Linked DNA regions of Anas platyrhynchos: region 2 is linked to region 1. A link is a contact called in public Hi-C data. All regions are on one chromosome and are shown on one strand. Each heading gives the region's core, a stretch centred on a gene start, on an enhancer-like site or on the middle of the called end of the contact. The rest is flanking DNA. Distances are from core to core; before and after follow the strand shown.

Region 1 (6,045 bases), core at 3,454-5,953:
GCCAAACAGCACCAGGGGAGGTAGCTTCAGACATTGATAAAGAAAGAAGAAGTAAAAATTAATTAATTAAATAAATAAATAAATAAATAAATAAATAAATAAATAAATAAAAGAAGGTCAAACTCTACACCTGGTTTTAAAGATCGCTTTAACTGAAAAGTCGGACTTGGTAAATATCACATCTGGGTTCAACTGAGTAACAGGTTTGGGAAACAGGACATTGATACAAAACTGAGATGATCAACAGTGGAAGCAGAAGCTCAGGATGACAAAAGGATGCTGAATGTGGGTTCTGCAGCTCCAAAGGAGCTGCAAAGAGCAGAACCCCACTCGTGGTCTCCTGGTGCAGCTGCCATGCTCCTGGAGAGAGCTCAGAGCTCAGCAGCAGGGGCAGCAGCACCTGCAGAGCAGCAGTCAGAGCTTCCAGCAGGGCTGATCCCCTCTGCATCTCGTGCGGCACAGCACCGCAGCTGTCTCCAGCAGAGTCCTTTCACCATACCCCTAGCTGACCCCCAGGTGTGTTACAGTTGCCCACAGTTTCGTAACTCACTCCAGAATGAACTGAATGTCCAGCTACAGAAATGACGATAAAATCCAACTACAGAAATGACTATAAAACCTCGTCAGCAACCCCTGCAGAAGACTGGCTGACACGGGAGCCTGGTTGTACCAGCAAAGCACCGAGGGCAGTAAGCAGGGAGGTAACATCCATCTAGCTTACTCCAAAGCAGTGCTGGATGTGTTGGAGTCCAGCAGTCCACCTGAAGGGGAAAGACTTTCATTTGAAGAATGAATTATTCACTGTCTTCAGTATCAGCAAATCAGTTTGTAGGTGCATGGGCACACGGTCTACTCTCAGCAAACAAAACACCTTTGCTTCAAAAAGGAATCTACTGCCTGCTGTTTGCTTATTTCTTTGCAATGACCACAGGAAGCCTTTGCCCATGGAAAGCTGAGTTTTAAATGTGACAACAGAGCAAGGGACATTGGAAGAAATGCTGCCATGTAATATGCTTCTCGTGTTGGTGTCTGGCAGCACGCAATTTTTACACAGGGTGAAATCCTAGCCGGTGGCAAAATTCCCACTGATTGCAACAAGCAGGTCAGGATTTCATCCATGAAGGACAAGCACTTGCGAATATCTGAACCAACAAAAAATCCATCCATAAAATGGTCCCAAGAAGTAAAAGAAATTAGCATGAAATAAGCAGCTGTTCAAGATCTGAGTGAATGAGCTTTAGATAGATTTCTGTCAATATTCACTAGGCACACAATGCTACACTAATCACGCAGACTCTGAAATAAAGCACTGCAGAAAAGAGGAACCAATCATTTGGAATCACTTTTAAGACCAGAAAAGGAAAAACAGCATTTCACCATGAATTAGTTAATGAATTAGAGAATGATTCAATTTTTAATCCCATGTCTGACTCTTTTTTGCACTTGCAGAGGCACTTGCTATGAACGGCTTAATTTGTAGGAAACCATAAACACAGATTATTCGATTCTTTAAAAGACACCACGGTCACAGAGCGCCTCGCAGGCAGAGCTGCTTTCCCAACCAGAAGCGAGGGCTGACGGCTGGCAGGCACCAGTGCCTCCAGCAGCGTGCGCCTGTCCAAAGGCACTGCCCAGCCCCCCTCAGCCCCCTCTGGGCGGGCAGTGCTGCAGCCTCCAGCCCGCAGCACGACAGCGAGCTCAGCCTCTGGGCTCAGCACAGGTTTTATTCCACCTAACCGCAAGCTGCTACTCAGTTGCTTCCCGTGGCAGCAGCAGCGATGGATGTGAAGTGCATTTACCTATCTGCTTCCAAGGTCAGAAATGACAGCAAGGTAGAAACACTGACTTAAAGAAGAAAAATAAAAATAAATTCCTTTCAGATTTCCCTCACAAAAAACTCACATTATTAGATAATATTAAAAGCAGAGCCATTGTTGCCAACTGTGAATTTCCATTTCAAGAACGTCGAGCTTCTCCATTCCAGTGGGAGTGAAATTGCCAACGATTTGTCAGGCTCAGTCTGCCCTGGAAAGGCAGGTCCAGAAACCAGCGTAAGCTGGAAAATGAGCTGACCAGTAGATTGGTCAGCATTTTTTGCTGGGCTCAAAAACTCTTCTCCAAACTGAAAATAAATTCACATCTGGAATATAAGTCTGGAGCACGTTCTCATCTTGGTCTGTCCCCGACCCAAAGGCTGCAGAGATGCTGGCTATCACCGAGAGCAGTGTCAGTGCCATCAACAGGGTGCAAAGGAAGACAGCAGAGCTGGGCTTCTATCTTTTCTCTGAATACTCTGTTGTGAAAGATTTTGACATTTTGGGAAAAACAAAGGTGCATCTGGTAAGGCAATGTCCAGCCTTTGAGGTGTGTGGTCAGCAGCAACACAAAGCGAGGCCTGCTAAATCCCTCGGAAGTTGTGTATGAGCACAAAATCCTCGTGCTGAGGGGTGACCGTCACAGGCTCCTGTTGCAATGGCACAGAGAGTGGTGCAGGAGCCCAGCTTCTGAACCACCTGCACACAGCCGATGGATGATGGAGGAGTATACGAAAAGTATGGCTGTCACAGACACATTATGTTTCTTGCCCACAAGATAAGTCAAGCTTCTGAATTCTGCATTTTCAGCCAGTTTCCTTTTGCTGTTCTAGGCTGTTTTGTCTTGTTCATGGCGAACTCTGCTTCTCTATAGATAAAAATCACATGCAGAATACACCAAAGCACGTAGGCATTTTTTAAATTTGTGCCTTACGTTTTAGAAGTAGATAAAAGATATGAAAAATCAAATGACAGAAAGATAAAGTACACATCCAGACAGCAAGTCAATTAAAACAGATATACAGATTGCTTGTATAAACCAGAAACCTCCTTTAAAATAAGATGTAAGATGTAAGTCCAGTGCAAGAAATCAAATCAAAGTACTTCATGCTAAGAAATTCTGCTTCAGAAAACGATCACTTTCAGTTTTAAGTGTATTATATAACACATTGAATCATTATAATGATATACAGCAGCTCTCAGGAGAAAAAAAAAAAAAAAAAAAAAAAAAAAAAAGATCTGATTTCTCTTTGATGTAATTCTAACTAAGAATAAAGTGGCTAATCGGAAGCATTTAAGACTGTTTATTTTGATCCTTGTCTTGTGTATAGCAATACCAAGGTGTACACGGCAGTCTGAAAACCATCTGAAGAAGCATGCAAGCTTGTCTCTCTTGCTTGCACAGGCTGTAGGTCTTGAAAAGCCATTTTCATAAATATAACAAGAGTCACACAAAACTCCTTGGAACCTCATATATTTTACAGTAATCAGAGGAACTGTTAATGAGAACAGGATAATTATAACTAAACATTAATTCCCCTCTATTTATTTTGGTACCAAGGTCAATTCTGATATTATTTCTTCCCTTGCCAAGTTGTATCAAGTACTATGCCCAAAGGTATTGTAGCTCAGTTAGGAAGAAAACAAAGGATGTATTAACCTCTGATGGTAACTGGAAAATTAATTTCTGGCTTCTTTGAGTACACCACTGAAATCACACTGGGAAATAACAGAAGTTAAAACAAAGGAGAGGGCCTCACAGAACGGCTCCACAAACAACACCAGGACCAACGATGAAAGATGCGTGTCTGGTCCTGGGTGAGAGAGCTGAAGCATAACCCTTGTCCTAAGGTGCATAAAGTAAAGCTTTGACTTAGAAGTGCTTTTACAGAACTAAATCCATCTAAAATGACTCATGATTCTCAGGTAGGTGAAGCAAAACGTGAGGTGAGAAGCAGGGTGCTGACGGTCCTGCCCCCGGAGCCGGGCCGCCCCATCTCTGCAGCCCAGGCTGGCGTACAGCTGGGATGGGACCTGCAGGTTCATTTGGGCACCTGCTACCATGGGGCCTCCAGAGAGCCGTGTTCCCATTACGTACACTGCTCGTTGTATGCCATGCAGCTCGCTGAAGACCAAAAAATTTCATCAAGCAAGGCTTCTCGTGCACCCCTACGAGCTGTTACACAGCCGTACTGTCCAGCAGGCAGCGGGTTGGGGAACACAACATGACAGCACGCTCATTCCCCCACGTTAGAGGGCCTGCCCCGAGAAAGGAGGGCCTCCTCCTCCACAGCGCTGCAGCGGACAGGACAGATCAGACACATCGCTCCGGCCAGCCCAGAAACGCTCATTTTTAGCCTTAGCGCACCACTATGCTGCGCAGGCATTTCCCCCATGGAAGCCCTCGTTTTCCTCCCCCTCTGCTCCCAGCACACAGACCCCGTGCAGCACATGCTGTGCCCAGACCGTGGCTCCTTGCGTCCCGGCGCAGAGCAGGGCTCCCGCTGCCCTGGCCAAGCTACACCCACACGCCTCATTTTCCTTATTTTCCAAGATATTTAACCCCATCTGACACCTGTAAGAGGTCCAGGTTCTCTGCAAGGTAATGAACACACTGCTCCCTGAGGGACAGCTGAGCAGCTCAGGCAAAAAAGAGAAGCCTGGAATTCTGAGTAACTTTTTTTTCCCTAAAAAAGCATGGATTACTAGTTACTGAAGCCTAACACGACTATTTTGGCTTCTTTATTGCCAGATTTACTTGTAAAAAAATCACAAACTTCTGCCTAAGTGAGAAATGAAAGAAAAGGCTTCCTCATCAACACGCAGACAGGCTCAGGAATAAGCAAGTGACGTGCTGCGCAGAGCAAACCCGGGCGCACCCGCAGCCACAGGCTGCCACAGCCGGCGGCCCCAGCAGCACCGCGCTCCCCGTGCCCCACGGCTGCCTGGCCTCGCTCTGCAGGGCCGCGGGTGGCAGGCGAGAAAGCGACCAAAGGCAGTGTCTGCTGGGGCACTCGGGCAGAGAAGGCTTTTCGGGGAAGCTGCAAACACCAGATGGCTCCCCCGGGAAAACACAAACAAACACAAAACCACGGCGCGCAGCGGAGCCATGGGCTGCAGATCGTGGCGGCTACGTCAGGGTGCCGGCAGCTTCGTGCTGCCTCCCAGTAACTACAGCACGGCTGCAGACAGATGAATACAAATGCAGCTTCCGTGCTGCCACTGTGGTCAGAATGACACCTTGTAAAAGCATGAGTGACTCCAGTGATCCGCTACCCAGGGACGTGAATGGAGAGTGGCCAGGCGGGGTCCCCGCAGTGCCAGCCCCACTGGGGCAGGGGAGCTGTGCCCGCTGCCAGGGCCGTGCCGTGCTGGGGGTACCAGCGGAGCAGCCCCCGTTACCCATCGCTGGGGATCGGTCGTGCAGACTGCAGCTTGCACTTGAAACAGCCCAAATTCTATGCTTACAGCAGCAGCAAGCGGCTGAGCTGAAAAAACTTCCCAGGTAGTCTGAGGAAAGAAAAAATTCACCTTCGGTACCCCATTACAACGCTCAGGTCGGTGCCCACCACATCACCCTGCTCAGCACGCGTGCGACCAGGCATGGCGGGGACACTTGTGCCACAGGACCCATCAAGCAGACACAGCTTCTACCACAGGAGGAGGCATCCCATTTTTCAAACACCTTAGGAAAAAGGTGTTTGGCACTCAAAGGCAGCATCAGGTTTCAGCACTGGCTGCCAGAATTTTTGCAAGGAACTGTCCTTCAGGCTTTCCATGCACCTCTGTTTTCCGTGCACAGAAGACTCTGAAGTTTTCCAGGAGAACTCCCTAAAGAAGTGCTCTTCTTGTTTCCCCTTTCAGCTGATCCATGCCAAGAACAAGCAGTATTTGCCAAGACCAAAATTCCTTTGCAGGGAGGCTCCCCTGTGACTCGCCAGTGCCGCGCTCCGTGGGCTGGTGCTGCACCTGCCCTTGGGCAAGCTGTGCCCTGGCCTCACGCTGCCTGCACAACCCTGCAAACCTGAGCAGGGAAGGAAAAGCACCTCCCAAAACCTCCGTGTGAGTATGCAGTGTGATGTTAAGCTGATGTCTGAGCCTTTGTAAGATCAAGAGTTGTTGTTTTCATGCCGTTCAATCCCAATTTAGCAGTGAATTATTTCCTACTCTGTATACATTCCTGTTGCGAAGCCACCTGTAGCTGTGGGTACCATTGCTTGCTTCATGCAAA
Region 2 (5,992 bases), core at 196-2,695, 70 kb before region 1:
CCACCCTGAGACCCAGGTGCCGTAGGGGAGTGCCTGAGCACACCGAACACCCAGGCACCAGCGCGCTACCAGCACGGTCCCAGTGCTTGTGAGCTGCATCCCGCTGCTCGGGGCAGTGAGCAGCCATCCCGCGAGCACTCAGAGCTGCTCAGGACACCAGGCTCAGCGCCTGGTCTGTGCTGCCTGCCTTAAAGCCCTGCTACATGTATAGCGAGATGTTAGCTGCGTGTTGGTCTGCTTCAGTAGCCCAGAACACGCGTGCTAATTTAATTAAGGACCCGGTACTTTATTCTTGAAAATAAGCGTTTAAAATTCTAAACAGAACAAATCATATTCCAAGATTAGCTACTAACATCACTGCAGTTATTTTTTTTCAGGGGACAGTTCATTCCAAGGCAGGGAGAGCTAAGCCATATAAAGCTCTGCAGTCCTGCAATAACAAACAGCAGCGAGCCCTCTTCAAGAGCAGGTAGCTACGTGGCAGGCAGAGCACGCCCCCTCGGAGAGGTGAGGGGCAGTCCACATAAAATCCTGCAAATCAGTTTTGCACTTTTGTAATCAAAAAACTATACGAATGATTTGTTGTTCATAAGAACTATGGCCTTATTAGATAAGATAGATAAGAACTATGCCCTAAATCTAGAGACCTCTGATTAAATGACTGAGCACTGCAAAGCACTGGCCAATTATCTTCTCACCTGCGTATCGAACTGCTTAAACTGCATTTGCTGCGGGGAGAACAGGAGGAGGAGAAGCCCCCCCGCCCGCAACAGGCACTATTTTTGTACGAGCGGTTCCGTGTGGAATCGCAGAGCTGCTGGGTAAACTGCAATGTGCTCCCGATCCCAGCCAAAACAAACAGCGAAGCTGAGCAGCTGGGAGGGGGATGAAGCTGGATGTCTGTGAGTGATCGCACAGCTTGGGCACAGCCAGGGGAAGGCCCTGTCGGAAAGGCAGGGCTGAAAGCAGAGCGGGCAGGGACAGCCCTCCTTCAGGAGGGGCTTTTTGCGGGCTTTTTCTGGTTGTTAAAACCTCTTCTTACTGCAGACCGTGCCTCTGGGTGTGCTGTGAGAGCACCGCTCACAGCTCCCCCGTGTGCAGAGCAGCCTGGCTCTGCAGTCGAGCATTTCCCCGAGCAGCTGCACAGGGACAGCACAGAGCCCCTGGAGGACCAAATCCCACACGTGGAGGTTCCCCTGCCGCAGCCCAGCATCCAGTAGCTCCCCACACATCTCAGTCACAGCCTGAGGCCAGCACAGCCTTGGCTCCGCGGGCAGCAGGCAGCCCCGAGGCTGTCTGCTCGGGGAGGCTGGGCCTCCTGTAACCTGAACACGCTTTGGGAAACTCTTTCCTCGGAGAAAACAACTCTAAAAGGGGAAGTGATGCGATCCCGCGGAAGGGGAACCTGCGCTGATGTAAGCTCCGAGAATAGTGGTGGCGGTGCTGGGAGGGCTCGCTGCCCGGCCCTGCCCCACGCTCCTGCCTGCCTGCAGCCTGCTGCCCAGCTCCTCAGCCGGGGATGAAAACACCGAGAAAAAGCAATGAATTTCCCTTGTAAGCACACACAGACCCTACTGCTGCAGTGTGAGAAGAGCCCTACCACTGACCGGCTGCATTTTGACAGATCCCTGTTGCTCCTCCCACCGTGCTCCCTGTGTGCTCAGGGACCATCTCCAGGAACCCGGCCCCACAGCGCGCCCCCAGGCCCCGCTGCTGTCCCCACAAGGACCCGAGGTCCCTGAGAGTGGCCGGGCCCTGACCCCACGCCAGGCCCGATGCACGGCGCTCACAGAGCAGGGACAGCAGCACCAGGCTGCCCAGCGCCCAGCTCGCCGCGCTCCCGAGCGCGTGGCACTGCCTGGCCACGAGCCCTCGCTGCCGCAGCGCTGATACGGTGCCGAAAACACGGCCAGGCCTTCCCGATAAGAGAGATTCAGGGCAAGGGAGAGTAACAGCTAGCGAGGACTAGCACTTGTCAGGGCTGTAGCGAAGGATGATAAACAAGGCGCGGGAGGCCGCGGGGGGAGTGCCAGCAGCATGTGGCCAGAGCACAAACATGCCAGAGGCTGCAAGCGAGCTCCCCCCCGGGCGGCTGCAGCACGGCCCTCGCACCAGCTCCCGGCGCTCGTTACCCGGCCCGCTCGTTAGCAGCTGCTGGACACACAAATGCAGTCTCGGGGCGCCCCTGCAGCTACCACGGCCATCCCTCAGTGCTCCCGCTTCCTTCTGAGATGCAGGGCCAGGAGCAGAGCTGCAAGCATGAGCCGTGGTGGCACGCCCCCTCCATTGCCAAGACAGGGCGTTACCGGCTCCGGGGAAGCTCGCGCTGTTTTCTTTCACAAGCAACACATCGTCTGTCCAGGAGACACAATACAGGAGATAACTCGTGAGGGTAAATCGTGCCTGGCGGCTCCTACCTCCAGCCTGTCTGTCCTCATGAGCTTCTGGGCGGCAGCGGCAGCGGCGGCAGGGACCGGGACGCCGGGGTTGCCCGCCACCAGCATGGGGGCGGTGGGCAGGATCTCCGCCGGGACCAGCCCCGGGGACACGGGCCCCAGGTAGGGGTTGAAGGCGGCCGAGGCGTTGGTGGCTAAGCTGGGCGCGACTGAGAACATCGGCTGCAATCAGAGAAAAGGAGAAAGGCACTTAAACACCCGTACCCACCGTGCTGCCAGCAGCACAACCCCTTGGCCATCACCCTCAGATGGCAAAGCGCATCCGAAACGCGCAGGCAGCCCCTCGGTGCGAGAGCAGCCTGCACCAGGGCCCCACCACACCGCCAAGCCACACGCACCCCACACCAAGGACAAGGGCACTTCCCACCCTGATCCCAACCTGCCCCAGCTCACAGGCTGCGGATGTTCCGCACGGGAACAAGAGCAGGAGGTTGCAACCCGTTATTTTTATAAAATCGGGCGGGCTGGCCGTGCAGACACCGCAAAGAAGCACCGGGGGATGCTTTATTTAGACTAAATCTTTGAGCCAGAGAGAGGCCATGCAAATACTGTGGGCTTTTCTTTGTTTGTTTGTTTGTTTGTTTTAAAAAAAGAACCAGCTGCCCTTGCAGGCTGTCACATGTTGTGAAGATAATTAGATGGAGACCGAGCGGTGCTGTAAGCCCCAGTGCAGCGCTGGTGCACTGCAGTGAAGGTTAAATCCTGCTTCTGCCCCTCCGAATCCAGAGGCACTGTGCTAGCAGAGCAATTGCCAAATTAAACTTCGGCCAGAGTGTTTATCTTCAGTATCTAAATAAAGTAGTTACTCAAGGCATTTAGATTTTTCTTCCAAAGTAATTTTTAGAGTGAAAAACAACAACGAAGTTAATGCAGATCTTTTGCTGTTTCCTATCTCGTTCAGCCAGACAGCACACAGCACCACATGTTTTCGTGTTTCTGAGGAAATGACTGAATTGTTTGGAAGCAGGGAGCAAGTCCATTGGAAACACTGGACAAAAACACATGCAAAGGTTACAGGAGAAAAAAAAGCCTGAAATTTGTGTAAATGGGAGTAGTTTCTTTAGCGTGTTTGCCTTTTCATCCATGTGAACAACAAAAAAAGGGAATTTTTACAGGAATTAAAGTAGTATTATTAACTGCACTATCAATTAACCGTAATTTGCATTGTTGTGCTATCATCTGTGCAATAATGAACGTTCAGATAAAACTGGGAGACTGTCAGTGTGTAACCTGGGACCTGATTCCCATTTGCCTTCAGCCCAGTGAGCCCAGTAAGTACAGCACCTGAGAGACCATCCTGCTGATTTGCTACCAAGATCACTTGACGTTTGTGTAAATACCCCCCAGCCTTTCGGCCACCACAAGGTACCACTGTTCTTACCCAGCCATTCGTGTTCTGCCGGAGCTTGCACCTATCCTGCAGCCAGCTGCACACGTAGAAGCAGAACCTCAGTTTAACCATTACCCTGATGCTAGCCTGACTGTATAGCAAAAAGGACTGCTACTCCGAAGCACTGCACTAACTATTTTTTCATGTTTACCTAAACATTGCTGCCTATCTACACGCTGCTTTGTATAAAACCACGGGAGATGCATTGGGTTATCATTTATGAAACAAGCAGACCAAAAGGTAATGGAGAAGAACAGGTTAATAGGGAAGGACACGTGAAGTAGTGGCTTTTACTGTCTGCAGCACTTTGGCTGTTCAGCTTTGTCATAGCCCCAGTATGAGTTTGCTGGCACCAGTGCTGCATCGCTGTCCTCAAACCAGGAAATAAAATAAAATTGCGGCGTGTGTACACGTCTGTTTAGAAATTGAAAAATCACTTTGAGGTTGCTCTGAAGTTAAGGCACGTAAAGTACAGCCTGCGTCTGAGCTGCCTGGCCGCACACACACCCCGCTTGGTTTCTGATCAGGAGGCAGCGAGCAGGGGCAGCAGCGCGGTGCCACCGCACCCGCAGCTCACGCGCTGACGCCGCCTTAGCTCACTTCCTTCCTTCGGTGCTGCATGAAATTTTGTTTAACAAAAAGATGGCCAAAATGAGAAAACAACACGCCCTCTCTTCTCATGCTGGTAACTGATGCCAACAAGTCACTGCGAAGATCCCTCCAAAACATTTCTGCTTTTCTCCCCCACGTACACTTCTTCTTGAACCAGACGAGGCATAAAGCCCTTTGGAAGAGTAAGTCCGCATTAACTAAATCAGATGGGCTGCAGGATACTTACTGCAATTTGGTAGACCCCCAAAACATGGGGCCAAGTCACTATTTAGCACAAATACGAGGGCCATTTCTGCTCTGCTGATTTTTCCTAAGCATTTACTCTGAGTACAACCTGTCACAAATGAAGCAGTGCTGAAGAGCTCACTTAACGGAGCACGTTTCCTCCTGGAAGGTGTCTGCAGGTAAATGCAACTCGCCAAGTCCTAACTTCTCCAGCAAGGAACCAAAGAACTGTCAGGGAAGTGCTAACGCAGATACAATTATAATTTATTTCCCAATTCCCTTTTCCCGTGCTGCCATTTTACCCGTCAGAAGGCAGAGCTCCAGGGGGGGAAGCGCTGTGTGACCTTTACGCAGAATGCGCCAGCCTCCCCGGTGCGTTATTCGGTACCCTACAGTGTCTGAGCTACAAGGTTGTGTCCAAAGCTTGCTGGGCCACCTTTACCCATAGGTTAGCTGCATCGACCTCTCAGGACTGCGTTAGAGAACGAGCACAGGGCGTTCTGCTCTGCAGTGTGGCTGGCTGGCAGGCGCCCACCACGGTCACCGCAGACCGAGCCCCATCCCTGCGCTGGCGTCAAACCCGGCACTGTGCACGCGTACCAGAGAGGAACACGTGTGGTGCACTGTGTGATTACACTGCCCTGTGGCCAGATGAGAGGTTGCTGATAGCCCTTTTCCCCTGCTTTGCCTCTTCTAGGCAGTGTGGTTATCAGCAGGCGCTGCTCCCCCTGCCCAGCCCGATCTGCCGGTGGCACACAGCGGCCCGGCACACGCCGCGCAGCGCGGGGCAAGCTTTGCTCTCTGCTTACAGCGGGCTGTAAAAACCCAAGTCCAGTCCAGCAAGTAACTCTGAGAAGGTTCCCCTGAATGAATGGAAAACATCCAGTGGGAATCTTCTCAAACCCAGGAATTTCCTCGAGCACAAGAAATTGCAAAGGAAACGTCTGTTTACTGAACTGCCACACAGATCGCTCACTTTCTCAAAATTAGGAGAGATGTTACAAAGATGAATTAATTCAACAAAACATGAAGCAACGTTGATTCAGGCAAGGCAGAATGAAGCAGTACAAAGACAGACTAGCCTCTCGCTGTTTGATTTCTCCACCAGTTACCAACTTTTGTGGGCTCTTACAGCCACCCGTACCCCTTCAGCCTACACCAGCTCGTGGTCACTGCCCCAAGCCCCAAAGCGCACGTACCACAGGCTGCAAGGGGGCTCCAGGCATCATGGCATTGGCAAGCTGCATCTGCTGGGCCAGCATGGCCATGTTCTTCTGCTGAATCAGGTTATTGCGTCCATTTATCTCCA

What was found. A called contact is a pair of places that touch in the nucleus more often than the background predicts.
Region 2: a contact with region 1 is called in a Hi-C map of liver, with 1.9 times the contacts expected there. The contact joins two enhancer-like sites. A contact is called at or near these places in 2 of 8 Hi-C or Micro-C datasets (liver and skeletal muscle).

Annotation. Positions count from the first base shown.
Region 1 is chr9:760,434-766,478 of IASCAAS_PekinDuck_T2T, reverse strand. No RefSeq gene overlaps it. Among named protein-coding and RNA genes, the nearest start is that of SUCNR1, 22 kb to the right of the region's middle. Within about 2 kb of position 4,703, at least 2 of the 8 cell types and tissues checked have an H3K27ac peak or open chromatin away from gene starts, as enhancers often do.
Region 2 is chr9:827,109-833,100 of IASCAAS_PekinDuck_T2T, reverse strand. It overlaps MBNL1 (muscleblind like splicing regulator 1), which reads right to left. Exons shown (of 10, transcript XM_027464637.3): 2 at 5,883-5,992; 3 at 2,418-2,618. The coding sequence starts at 5,951. Among named protein-coding and RNA genes, the nearest start is that of MBNL1, 43 kb to the right of the region's middle. Within about 2 kb of position 1,445, at least 6 of the 8 cell types and tissues checked have an H3K27ac peak or open chromatin away from gene starts, as enhancers often do.